Linked DNA regions of Mus musculus: region 1 is linked to region 2. The links are chromatin contacts, called in public Hi-C maps. All regions are on one chromosome and are shown on one strand. Each heading gives the region's core, a stretch centred on a gene start, on an enhancer-like site or on the middle of the called end of the contact. The rest is flanking DNA. Distances are from core to core; before and after follow the strand shown.

What was found. A called contact is a pair of places that touch in the nucleus more often than the background predicts.
Region 1: a Hi-C map of the G1E-ER4 cell line shows a contact between it and region 2, with 2.1 times the contacts expected there. The contact joins two enhancer-like sites. A contact is called at or near these places in 2 of 484 Hi-C or Micro-C datasets (the G1E-ER4 cell line and the HL-1 cell line).

What each region holds. Positions count from the first base shown.
Region 1 is chr6:116,415,023-116,420,004 of GRCm38.p6, forward strand. It overlaps Alox5 (arachidonate 5-lipoxygenase), which reads right to left. Exons shown (of 14, transcript NM_009662.2): 8 at 352-555. Gm38880 (a long non-coding RNA gene) reads left to right here. Exons shown (of 5, transcript XR_869387.2): 2 at 330-4,982. Among named protein-coding and RNA genes, the nearest start is that of Gm38880, 4.3 kb to the left of the region's middle. Within about 2 kb of position 2,714, at least 34 of the 459 cell types and tissues checked have an H3K27ac peak or open chromatin away from gene starts, as enhancers often do. A contact at or near this core is called in the G1E-ER4 cell line, where this site is marked.
Region 2 is chr6:115,895,672-115,901,147 of GRCm38.p6, forward strand. It overlaps Ift122 (intraflagellar transport 122), which reads left to right. Exons shown (of 29, transcript NM_001167763.1): 15 at 3,808-3,948. Among named protein-coding and RNA genes, the nearest start is that of Rho, 33 kb to the right of the region's middle. Within about 2 kb of position 2,485, at least 80 of the 459 cell types and tissues checked have an H3K27ac peak or open chromatin away from gene starts, as enhancers often do. A contact at or near this core is called in the G1E-ER4 cell line, where this site is marked.

The DNA of each region.
Region 1 (4,982 bases), core at 1,464-3,963, 520 kb after region 2:
CTCAGAGATCTGCCTGCTTCTGCCTCCCAAGTACTGGCATTAAAGACAAGTGCTGCCACCACCACCACCTGGCTTAGCAGCAGTAATTTTTTTTAGCCTGTAGTTGACCCAACAATCAAGTGCTGGCAGCATTTGGGAAGAGAAGGAAAATGACTTAACTGCCCTTTTGAACTCTGCTTTCTGGACAGCAGGGTTGTAACAGGCTCCTGTGACTTGGCCCTTGAATGTCTGTCCTAGGCCCCTCTTTGCAACCTACTCCTAGCTATCACCACTCCACTCGCACACACCCTGGGATGCCAGCTACTCTCCTAGATAATCTTTCCTTGTAGGTGGAGCCCTGGCTGGTTGTACCTTGAAAAGGGGATGCACAGCAGGCAGCTGGCGGTACATGGCGATACCAAACACCTCAGACACCAGATGCGTGCGCAGAAGGTGGGTGATCGTTTGATGGACGTGGAAGTCACTGGAACGCACCCAGATTTTGGCCAAAAGCCAGTCGTACTTTGAATCCGTAGGGAGGAAGATTGGGTTACTCTCTCCAGGGGTTTGGTTGAGCTGGTGCATTAGAGAAAGAGAACGCTCCACTTTATTTCTCATTGGGAGCTGTGGGAGAACTCTGGGGAAGTTCCACAAGAAAGCAAACATCAACCGGCCATGACTTTCAGATCACAAAAAGCACGTGGGGAGTGGTGGAGGGCCCTAGTGACATGTCTTTTGACCTGTTTGTGAGCTGTAGGTTCCTTGTCTGTAACTTGAGGACAGTGGTACAGACCTCGGGGAAGGAGCGAGCAGCTGCAAGGGTCGGTGACCTGTGCCCTCCCCAGAGCCTGGCATCCTCCAGCTTACCACTTCTGCTCAGCAGTGCCCTCCATCCTCCTCCCTGACAGACACCCTGACCTTGAGTGCCGTGCTCCTTCTGGACCAAGGCTGGGGCTGCATGCTGCCCAGTTCCCTTTTGCTCCAGCTGCAAATCAGGATTTGCTGCTGGAGCCCTGCTCTGAGCCCTAACTCTGAAACCAGGTACCCAGGGGCCCAGCTTGCGTTTGCATTTCCAGTTTCCTTGCTTGGGTCATGTGATTTTTCTCTAAAATGTAAAGAAATTTGTTATCTGTTCTTTAAAAACTCATTTCTTTAAAGCCAGAAAGATAAGGCCCCTGAGCAGAGTTAGCTGCACCCCCCTAACTAATCTGGAAGATGGTTTTGCGGTTTAAATGTGATGTCCCGGTAGGCTCGTGTGTTTGAACACTTGATCGCTAGCTGGCAGTGCTGTTTTGGAAGATTTGGAACTTTTAGGAGCAGGAGACTTGGGCTTGGAGGTTCCACATACTGGCCCCACTTCCTGTCTATTTGCTTCCTGATTATGAATGGAACCAACCACTTCCTATTTCTACAGCCATGCCTCACCCTCTGCGATGGACTGTATTCCCTTAAACTGAGCACCAAAATAACTCTCCCTTCCTTAAGTTGTTTTCATTAGAGAGGTTATAAGCACCTTTCTGATTTGTCTCTCCATCCAAAGTAGCACTAGCCAATAGAAATATAATGCAAGCAGCACAAATTCAAATTTCTAGGAGGCCACCTTTTTTTAAATTACATTTTTTTTTTTTTAGTCAGCCATATTTTTTAAAAGAAAAAAGAAATACGTAACCCCAGGGTAAAATATTTACCTCACCCACTTTTCTTTTCTTTACTTTTCTTTCTTTCTTTCTTTTTTAATCTTTGAGAATTTTATTTATTTATTTTTTAATTAGGTATTTTCTTCATTTACATTTCAAATGCTATCCCAAAAGTCCCCCAGACCCTCCCCCCACTCCCCCCCCCACTCCCACTTCTTGGCCCTGGCATTCCCCTGTACTGAGGCATATAAAGTTTGCAAGACCAAGGGGCCTCTCTTCCCAATGATGGCCGACTAGGCCGTCTTCTGCTACATATGCAGCTAGAGACACGAGCTCCGGGGGTACTGGTTAGTTCATATTGTTGTTCCACCTATAGGGTTGCAGACCCCTTTAGCTCCTTGCCTCACCCACTTTTCTACAACACAAAACCATTCTGAAATAGTCCTGGCAGGTTTCATTCTTTTACTCTTCTTCTAAGTCTTTGGGTTATGGACACTAAGAATTTACTCCGGGTCTTGGTTTGGATTAAGTGCGTCTCGAGAACACCAGAGCAAGGAGTACTGCGTCCTAAGCTTCCTAAGCCACTGTGCTGTGGGGGAGGTGGCAGGACTACTAGGGAAGCAGCTCTCCCCTACCGCCTGAGGATGAGCAAGGAGGCCAGGGAGACACTCCTGACCCCCACAGTATCCTTCCCACTTGTTCGCTAATGGATTTGTCCTCTACCTTTAGGAGAGAATTTCAGATTCCTTAAGTGATCAGGTTTAAGTCAGAAGTCAGCACATGTGTCCTCAGAGGACAACAGGCTTGCCGTTTCCAGAGGGTCCTAGTGAGCAAGGTTCTCAGAGGACTGCTCCTCACAGTGATCGCTCTGTTTCCATAGCTGTGTGGCCCACAGACAGCCACCCTGTGGCCTGCTTCCTAGAGCACACGGGCCACCTGTCCTACTCAGGTATCCTCAGGCACTGAGTCCAGAGACTTTCTGCTGTGTCGTAAGGTTTGACGTATGTGTCATCACAAAATCCTCACCACAGCCTGACCAACAGTTCTTCCTCATCCTTCCTATTTTGCAAAGAGATAAAGTGTGAGGTTCTGAGTGACTCAGCCTCTCTCCAGGCCACACAGAGGTCTGGATGGAGCTAAGTAGGGATGCTCTGTTGCTTTGCCTGCTGTAACTCCATCACCCTGCAGTTCCTTCCTCTCTGTCTGACCATGCCACACAGGGGCTCCCATGGTGAGCTTTTATACAGAGCATGCCACACCTCCTCCCACCCCTCCAGACTTGTCCTTGTCCCAGCTCTTCTAGAATATGCCCAGGACAACGTGCTTGCATTATTTTAAATGCTTTTGAAGGAGGCCATCTTTTGTTTCTGAGTAGAAAATAATATATGATTATTATTGTAAACTACTCCAGCATTTACAGAAGAGTCCAAGAACTAGTGAGAATGTACCTCTTGTCCAGCCACAAGAGGTCGCTGCTTCCCTAGGTCTTTGCATATGTGTGTATTTGTGTTTACTTTTCATAAACAGAACCTTATTATGAGGAACTTAGACCTATCCTTACTATCTCCAACCTGTTCTGTATGCAGCGTGGTGACCCTGTGTCCTGTGTCTCACCAAGCCAACACCAATGTCTACCCATGTAAAGCATATGGTTTGTGGCATGCTGTGTTCTTGCATTCATTTTTGCATAAATGAGCTGATATCATCCATATTCCATGTTTTGCTTTTCTGCTTTGGTACTAGCCCTGGGAAGGGCCAAGTCAGCTGAGAGCAGATGCAGTCCTCTTTGAAGGTGTACAGTGCTGTAGTGTTTCCTGCTTTGGACACGGTCCCATCCCCTCAACCTCTCCTATGTTCTGTCTGTCTGCAGCCTCACACCCAAGCCAGAACCATGATCTCCATCCTCTAGCATGTTGCTCTGTTGATCCTCAAAAAGGCTGGTTCAGTTCAGTCTTGGCAGAGAACCTCTCAGCACTGCTTTCAATTGTCCTGGCCTTGCCAGCCTCAACACGGAGACCCATGGGCCTTCTTACAGCCCAGCCTAGAATCCATCTGTTACAGCAGCTGTGGGCCCTGTTCAAGGGTTGTCCCAGTAACTGCAGCTACCACTGCCCTGGGGTGCATTAATTCTCCTGGGCAGCTATAGAGAAAGGGTTAACCATGTCCTGTGGCTTGTCCAATGCCTAATTCCTGCTAACAATGGAAAGAGCTGAGATTTGAGCCAGGCCTCTGGCTCTAATAAATACATGTCTGGGACATGCTATTTCAGAACACCTGTCAGTGGTAATCCATCCCTCTCCTGGCATCTTTCAGTGGTGATTTCCCACATCCCCTGTGCCTTCATTTGATGCTTCAGCTTCTTACACATAGAGCTTTCTCTGATAATAGGCTCAGGACTCCTGGAGTGCAGAGGGGTGGGGGTATAGATATGCAGCTAACTGATTTGATTAATTAGTTAAACAAATTGACACTGGGCACCACTCTGTAGCCCAGGCTGTCCTTGAACCGACAGCCTGGGATTATAAACATAAGTTAAACTTCAGGCTTGAGACAGCTGGCTTGAATTTCAGCTCCGTGGCTGGCTAACTATGAGCACCTGTACCTTAGTCTCCTTGCATGGGTAAGATGGTTGAGAGCAGTAAGGTGACAGTTACACAAATGGAGACAGATGCTGTGTGAGACCCAATGATCATAGGCTCCAGGATCCAGAATATTTAGGATGCCAGCGATATACACGCTTCTTTATGTGCCAAGTCCCTCCTCCAGGTCTGAGACAACAGAAGGTATTTTATATCTACAGTCAACACAGAGATGTTTCTGCAGTGACCCATTCGGGAATCATATTGAACAGAACAAAAGCTCTAAACTACTTCTCCTCTGGTTCAGAGGTCTATTTGAAACTAATACAGTTGCTGGAAAATTTAAAATGTGTCACAGTTTTACCGCTTCTTGGTCTTTTGGCCAAGCTCAAGCATAGTGTCTGTTCTTAGGCACTTAACATACAGCAGTTTTCATGATTTCTAAGCTTTCCCAGGCAAAGGCTTTTAGACTGTGTAGACACCAGCATATCACTGATATTATTCCCATTACCCAGTGTCACAGACTTTCCATCCCCATGAGACTGCTCCCGTGGCCCTCCACTGTCCTCGGGGCTGCAAGAATCTACTTGTATGGAAGACAATGTTCCAGGACTGGTGAGGTCTCCGACACAGCTCAGTGGCTTCTGTTTGCAACTTCACCCCTAGCTTCACCCATCTGGCTTGTGTGGGCATGTCAATTTGGAAACAGTCGTCAGGAGGTGGTAGGAGGAAAAGCAGGTCACTGCAGGACAAGCCCTCCCCAGTGCTTAGCCTCAGTAGGGAATGT
Region 2 (5,476 bases), core at 1,235-3,734:
AATAACTTTTGGCATTGTTTCTCCCGTTGTTGGTTCTGAAGGTTGGACTTAGGTTGTCACACTTGTGCAGCAAAGTACTTTTACCTTTCAGCCATCTTGCCAGCTCCTGTGCCATCTTCTTTTAACATGACATTTAGCTATTCCAGGCTCATCCCCTTGACGAATTATTGACTAGCAATCTGACCTAGCAGTGTGGTTGACACCTATCTATAATCTCAGCACTTTGAGGATGGGGCAAGAGGATTTCAAGTTTAAAGGTAGCCTAGGATACATCACAGTACTTTTTCTTAAAACAAAAAACAAAACAAACCCCACTAACAACAAAGACAATTGCCCAAACCAAGCACCCCACTTACTAATCTGCCATTTTGCTCAGCAGTCAGTCTACTGGAAACGCTGTGCCATGTCAGTGAATACACTTACCAGGATTTTCAAACAGGAAGACAATTGTAGGCTCACATCTGTGTGTGAGAAGGGACAAGAGATTCCTTGTATATGTTGCTCAATTCCCCTTAGGTAGTAATGTGCAAGACTGTAATGCAGTTGTTCCTTTGCTCCACCGTGCAGTCTGGAGTACCTTCCTGCTGCAAGCCCCCATGCCCTCCCTGCTGTGTACCCAGCTTTGTTTGTAATGAATGCAGCTCTTCTATCAATGACAGTCCATAGCTTACTCCACCGGCACCTACATTTATATTACTTACAGCCTTTTTGTTTTTCTTTGTGTGTTTTGGAAACAGGGTCTCAGTATTGGTCCAGGCTGCCCTGGAACTCTGTGTGAACCAGGCTGGTCTCAATCCCACAGCAGTCTCCTCTGTCTTTGCCTCAGAGTGCTGGGATTAAAAGTGTGAGTCACCAGGCCTGGCTGCCCATAGCTTTTTACTCTTGCAAATAGTGGATATCTTCCTTGTGTATGTCCTGACATAGTACAAATTCCAAGAACTGAAATTGCTGGGCCAGAGGCCTTGTCCATAGAAAGATGTTCATATGTTCTAGACTGCCTTTCCTCTAGAATGCTGTTGGTCTGCCTGCCTACATACACCTGGCCTGCAGACTCTGTCTTCTTCTTCCTTGGAGCCATGGAAGCCCTTGCTACTTGTTGCTGCAGGGCTTTTCTGCAGTAGTGTCCACATCAGCTCCTGCTCCTTACTGAGTATTCAAGCAATGGCAGTGAAGTCTGATGGGAATGAACAGTGGGAAAAAAGAGTGTGAGAGATGGGACGTGTGGTGGCAGCTGAGGACAGCCTGCCTGTGTGACTCTCCGTGCTGTCCTTATCTGCTCCGCAGTAGCATCCTAAACCCAAGCACCACATCTGCTAGGAGCCCACTCTTCCTCATCTTGCCAAACAGGCTTTGCTTATTAAAAGGTTTTCTCCCTAGACTGCCATCCTAACCTCAAAAATAAATGCAGTTGCTGCTCCTTGATTCTAGCCAACCAAGAGGAGCCAGAGGGTCTGCTGGGGCTCCTTCTGCCAGAGCCCCAAGAGTCAGTAGCCAAAGTCTCTGTTGGTTGCAGCAGCCTTCCTGCTGATGCAGCAGGCCAGAGCTGCCAAGCATTGGGAAAGGCGATCTGGAGACAAAGGCTGTTTATCTGTCGCCTTGCCTCTAGTCTTCTTGTGGTTTGGGCCTCCAGACCAGGCAAAAAGCCCCATTTTTGCTCTTGGGATTTTTGGTTTCCTTTCGAAATTTGTATCATCTTGTGCAAGAACTGGTGTGTCCGAGCTGCCAAGTAGAGCAGTAAACCTGAGTTGTGCTCCATGATGTCATGCTTGGAATACAGCAGCCAGATAAGGGTGTGCTCAGAGGGGACTGGTTCATTAGTATGCTTTTCAAATCCTCATTCAGGTTGTACCTCTCTGCTGTACGATCAGCTGATCTTGTGCAACGTTTTAATGTTCCCTTGTCATGGAGGAGGTTGGTTGTCACAGGAAGTTCTGTAGTTTGGAGCCCTGGTTTTGGATTCTGGTTCTGTAACCTGATCCAGCTGCATCCTGAACACCGTATCTTCCTCTTTGAGGCCTCATTTCTTTTCTGTGCAATAGGATCATTGGGTTTTGTTTTGGTTTTGTTTTGCCATGTTGCTCACATTAGTCTTGAACTCCAGGGCTGAAGTGATCCCCCCCCCCCCCCCCCCCGAGCAGCCAAGATTCCAGGCTTTGCCACTGTGAAATGGGGTTAATTACACCCGTTTTCAGGTTTTGCCTGCCCAGATTCCTGTTATTATTCCTCCTTATTACAGACAGTCGTGAAATATCAAAAGCCACAAAACAGAGCTAAAGTGGACCAGAGGAGTCTAGAGAAGAGAGCTCATTGTGAGGGCAGAGTAGGTGGGATTTGGGAAGGCGTAAGGAGATGAGGACGCCTGTGTCCAGGAAGATGGGTCCTTTGCCCTTTTCAGAGTGCCACTTCAACCCACAGAAGCCTAGCCTGGCAGAGTCTCAGCTGCTCCTAGTCTCGTGGCCCACTGCCTCCCTACAGTAAGAGGGGAAGTGTATGGTGTGTTACCGCAGGAAAACAAGCCCCTGGGAATAACTGTGCCTTGCTGTCAGAGGTAGATCAGCTTGAAAGGAAAAAGGTTTCTTTTAATTCTGAAGGGGGGCAAAAGAACCAGAAATGTCAAAGATAAAGGCCCCAAATGGAGAAGACAGCACTTCCGGTTTCACATTTGAGAACCATTAGTACAGGGGTACTGGCTGATTGATCTTTACTGCCCAGGAATCCGGCAGGGAGACAAGGGTCCCTGAAGCGTATTGACTGGCCTCAAATCTAGACAGGGCCTTTATTGCTACAGATGCCAGGCCCAGCTCAGCTCTAGCCTGATGTGTATGCATGTGTTCTCTCTCTCTCTCTCTCTCTCTCTCTCTCTCTCTCTCTCTCTCTCTCTCACACACACACACACACACACACACACACACACACACACGACAAGAAGGAACACAGGACCAAGAACATCAGGTCACCTGTTGCTTTAACCTCAGGTTCTTAGTTTGATAGGTCTGTGTCCTCCGACAAGTGAGGTCTGCTCCAGGAGTCTCCCTCTCCTGGGGTGTTCTCAAAGGTAATCACACTTCCTTACACAGGACTCTTTGGACAACTGCAACAGTCTTTATACTCTTAAAAAAGAAGTCACTAGGGAATGCTTGTAGATATTCTCAGCCAGGCATCTTGATCTTTAGCACTAGAGACTGGTCCTCAGAGTTTTCTGGGCTGTCTGGAGCAAACTCCATATCCGTGCTCCTTTCAGACATAGCCTTTGAGAAGAGGCCATCCCAGATCTCTCCCTTCTGGTCAGTGAACTTGTTCCTCTGGCCTGGTGGAGGAACTGCTGGGAGTGACTAGAGCCCCGCTGCTGCCACAGGCTGAGCAGGGCTTCACCCCAGAGACCCACATGGAGTACAGCACAAGGTTTATCTACACAGAGGCCAAGGACAGCTGAGACTCCTTCTCTTGGGGCATGAGGAGAGCTTCCAGGAGGGGCCTGTTAAGAGAGCTTTAAAAAGCCAAGTAGGCATTTTCCATGAGGGGTGGGAGGGTGGGCAGGGTAAATCCTTCCCAGAGAAGATGATATATTAGGGTTATGTAGACCTAGGAAAGAGGAAGGCAAATGACAGCCAAAAGTGTGTGCAGAGAGCTCAGCAGGAGGGGTAGCAGAAAAGAAGGTACCCAGGTGGCCAGGGCGAGGCTGCAAAGATGCTGATTGATGGCAGAAGCTTGAGGTAGGTGTTTCTGGTGATGTCACTGTGAACATCTGGTTGTAATCTGACTCGTTGACTACTCTGAACTATTCTCTTTCTCCCTGAAACCCTGCAGTCCGCTCCAATGTACCAGTACCTCGATAGGAAGATGTTCAAAGAAGCATATCAGATCGCTTGCTTGGGAGTGACAGACGCTGATTGGCGTGAACTGGCCATGGAAGCTCTAGAAGGACTAGAGTTTGAGACGGCAAGGAAGGTATGCACTTAGTAGTGTGAGCCAGAATTTGGTCCTTGAAAGGGTCCCTTGAGGCAGAAGGTGCCAGTAACACCAAAGGGGCAGAAAGTGACTCTAATGGGCTCTGAAGTCTCCTCAGTCTCCCCTTTCACAGTGGTGGTAACTACCCTCCCGGGGTTGTTTTTCTGGAGGGTTCTGGCAGACAAGGACCTGTTCTCAGGAAGCTGGGAAGATCTAAGCAGATAATGCCAGTAAAACATCTGGTTGATTCTGGCTGCCAGTCTTGGTAGTAATCATTTATGTAAAGAACCTAGATAAAGCCTGCTCATGGCAGCCATTTATTAATGAGGTAGCTCAGGCTGGCTTAAGCGCCAGCCATTTATCACACCACCATTGTTCTTAGCACTGGCTTAGTGCAGAGGAGATGGTCAGGCTCTCTGATTCCCACAGCAGTGTGGCAGTGTCCCCATACCCTCTTGACATGATTCACAGTGCTACTTTTAGTTTAGCCAAAAAAAGCTAAGGAAATGGTCAAAAATATTTAACCTTTCCTAGACTTATGAGTGCCCATCTGATAGATCAAGGGAGAAGAGTGAATGGCTTCCAGCCTCTCCTGTCCTCTTTCCCTGCTTTCTCTCCCATAGCCAAGTGGAGAGTCTCCTCTTGCCCAGGCTACTGATACTGAAGTACCTGCAGACATATGTGGTACCTGCCTCTTGTTAACAACAGAGCACACTTCAGAGCTGGGCTTTTTCCCAGCCTGTTCTCTCAGCCTGACTTCTCTATCCCTGCTTCTAAAATGCATAGCACTCTTCCTCTATTCTGTACTCACCTTGAGGCCTCCCCAGGCCTGGTAAAGGAGTTTGGAATAGCTGTGCAAATGCCAACCATATCACACAGAGTTGGAGGTGTCGCTGCTCAGTGGTAGAGCACTGGCTAGCATGCACAAGGCCCTGTCTCAATACACAGTGCATGAAGAAAAGTCAAGCTACCCAATAATTACCTACATATTTTTAGATCAGATAAGCATTGGGAAGTATTAGACTAGGGCTTTAGGAATTCAGGAGGGGGGAAGTTCCTTCTCCTGCCCCACCTAGAAATGCAAGCCTGTAAAGAATACCAATAGGTTTTCAGGGTGTCTTCGGGCTATAGCTAGAAATAAAGTTATATTCTCTAGTCAGTTACCCTTCACATCTAGAGCCTAAGAGCCAGCTCGTATTATTACTGCCCTGCTATAGAGCATGCGGCCAGATAAAGGGAACTGGAGCTGGGATATATCCTTCTCTTCATTTCATACCCCACCTCGCATCCCAGAACACTCAAGAATAGACACGAGCATATCAGATCGCTGGGTTCTTTGTTAAAATGGTATTTCTTTAGTCATTTTACTTGACAAATGAAAATTGTGTGTATATTTCTTGTGGGTAGCATGATATTTTGAAAAGTCGTAGAGCTTTGAGCATAGACTTTGACTGATGTTTTGTTTTAATCCTGAATCCTTGGCTTTTCTCTCCCCTGGGTGTCAGTCGGTTTTTCAGGACTCAGACTT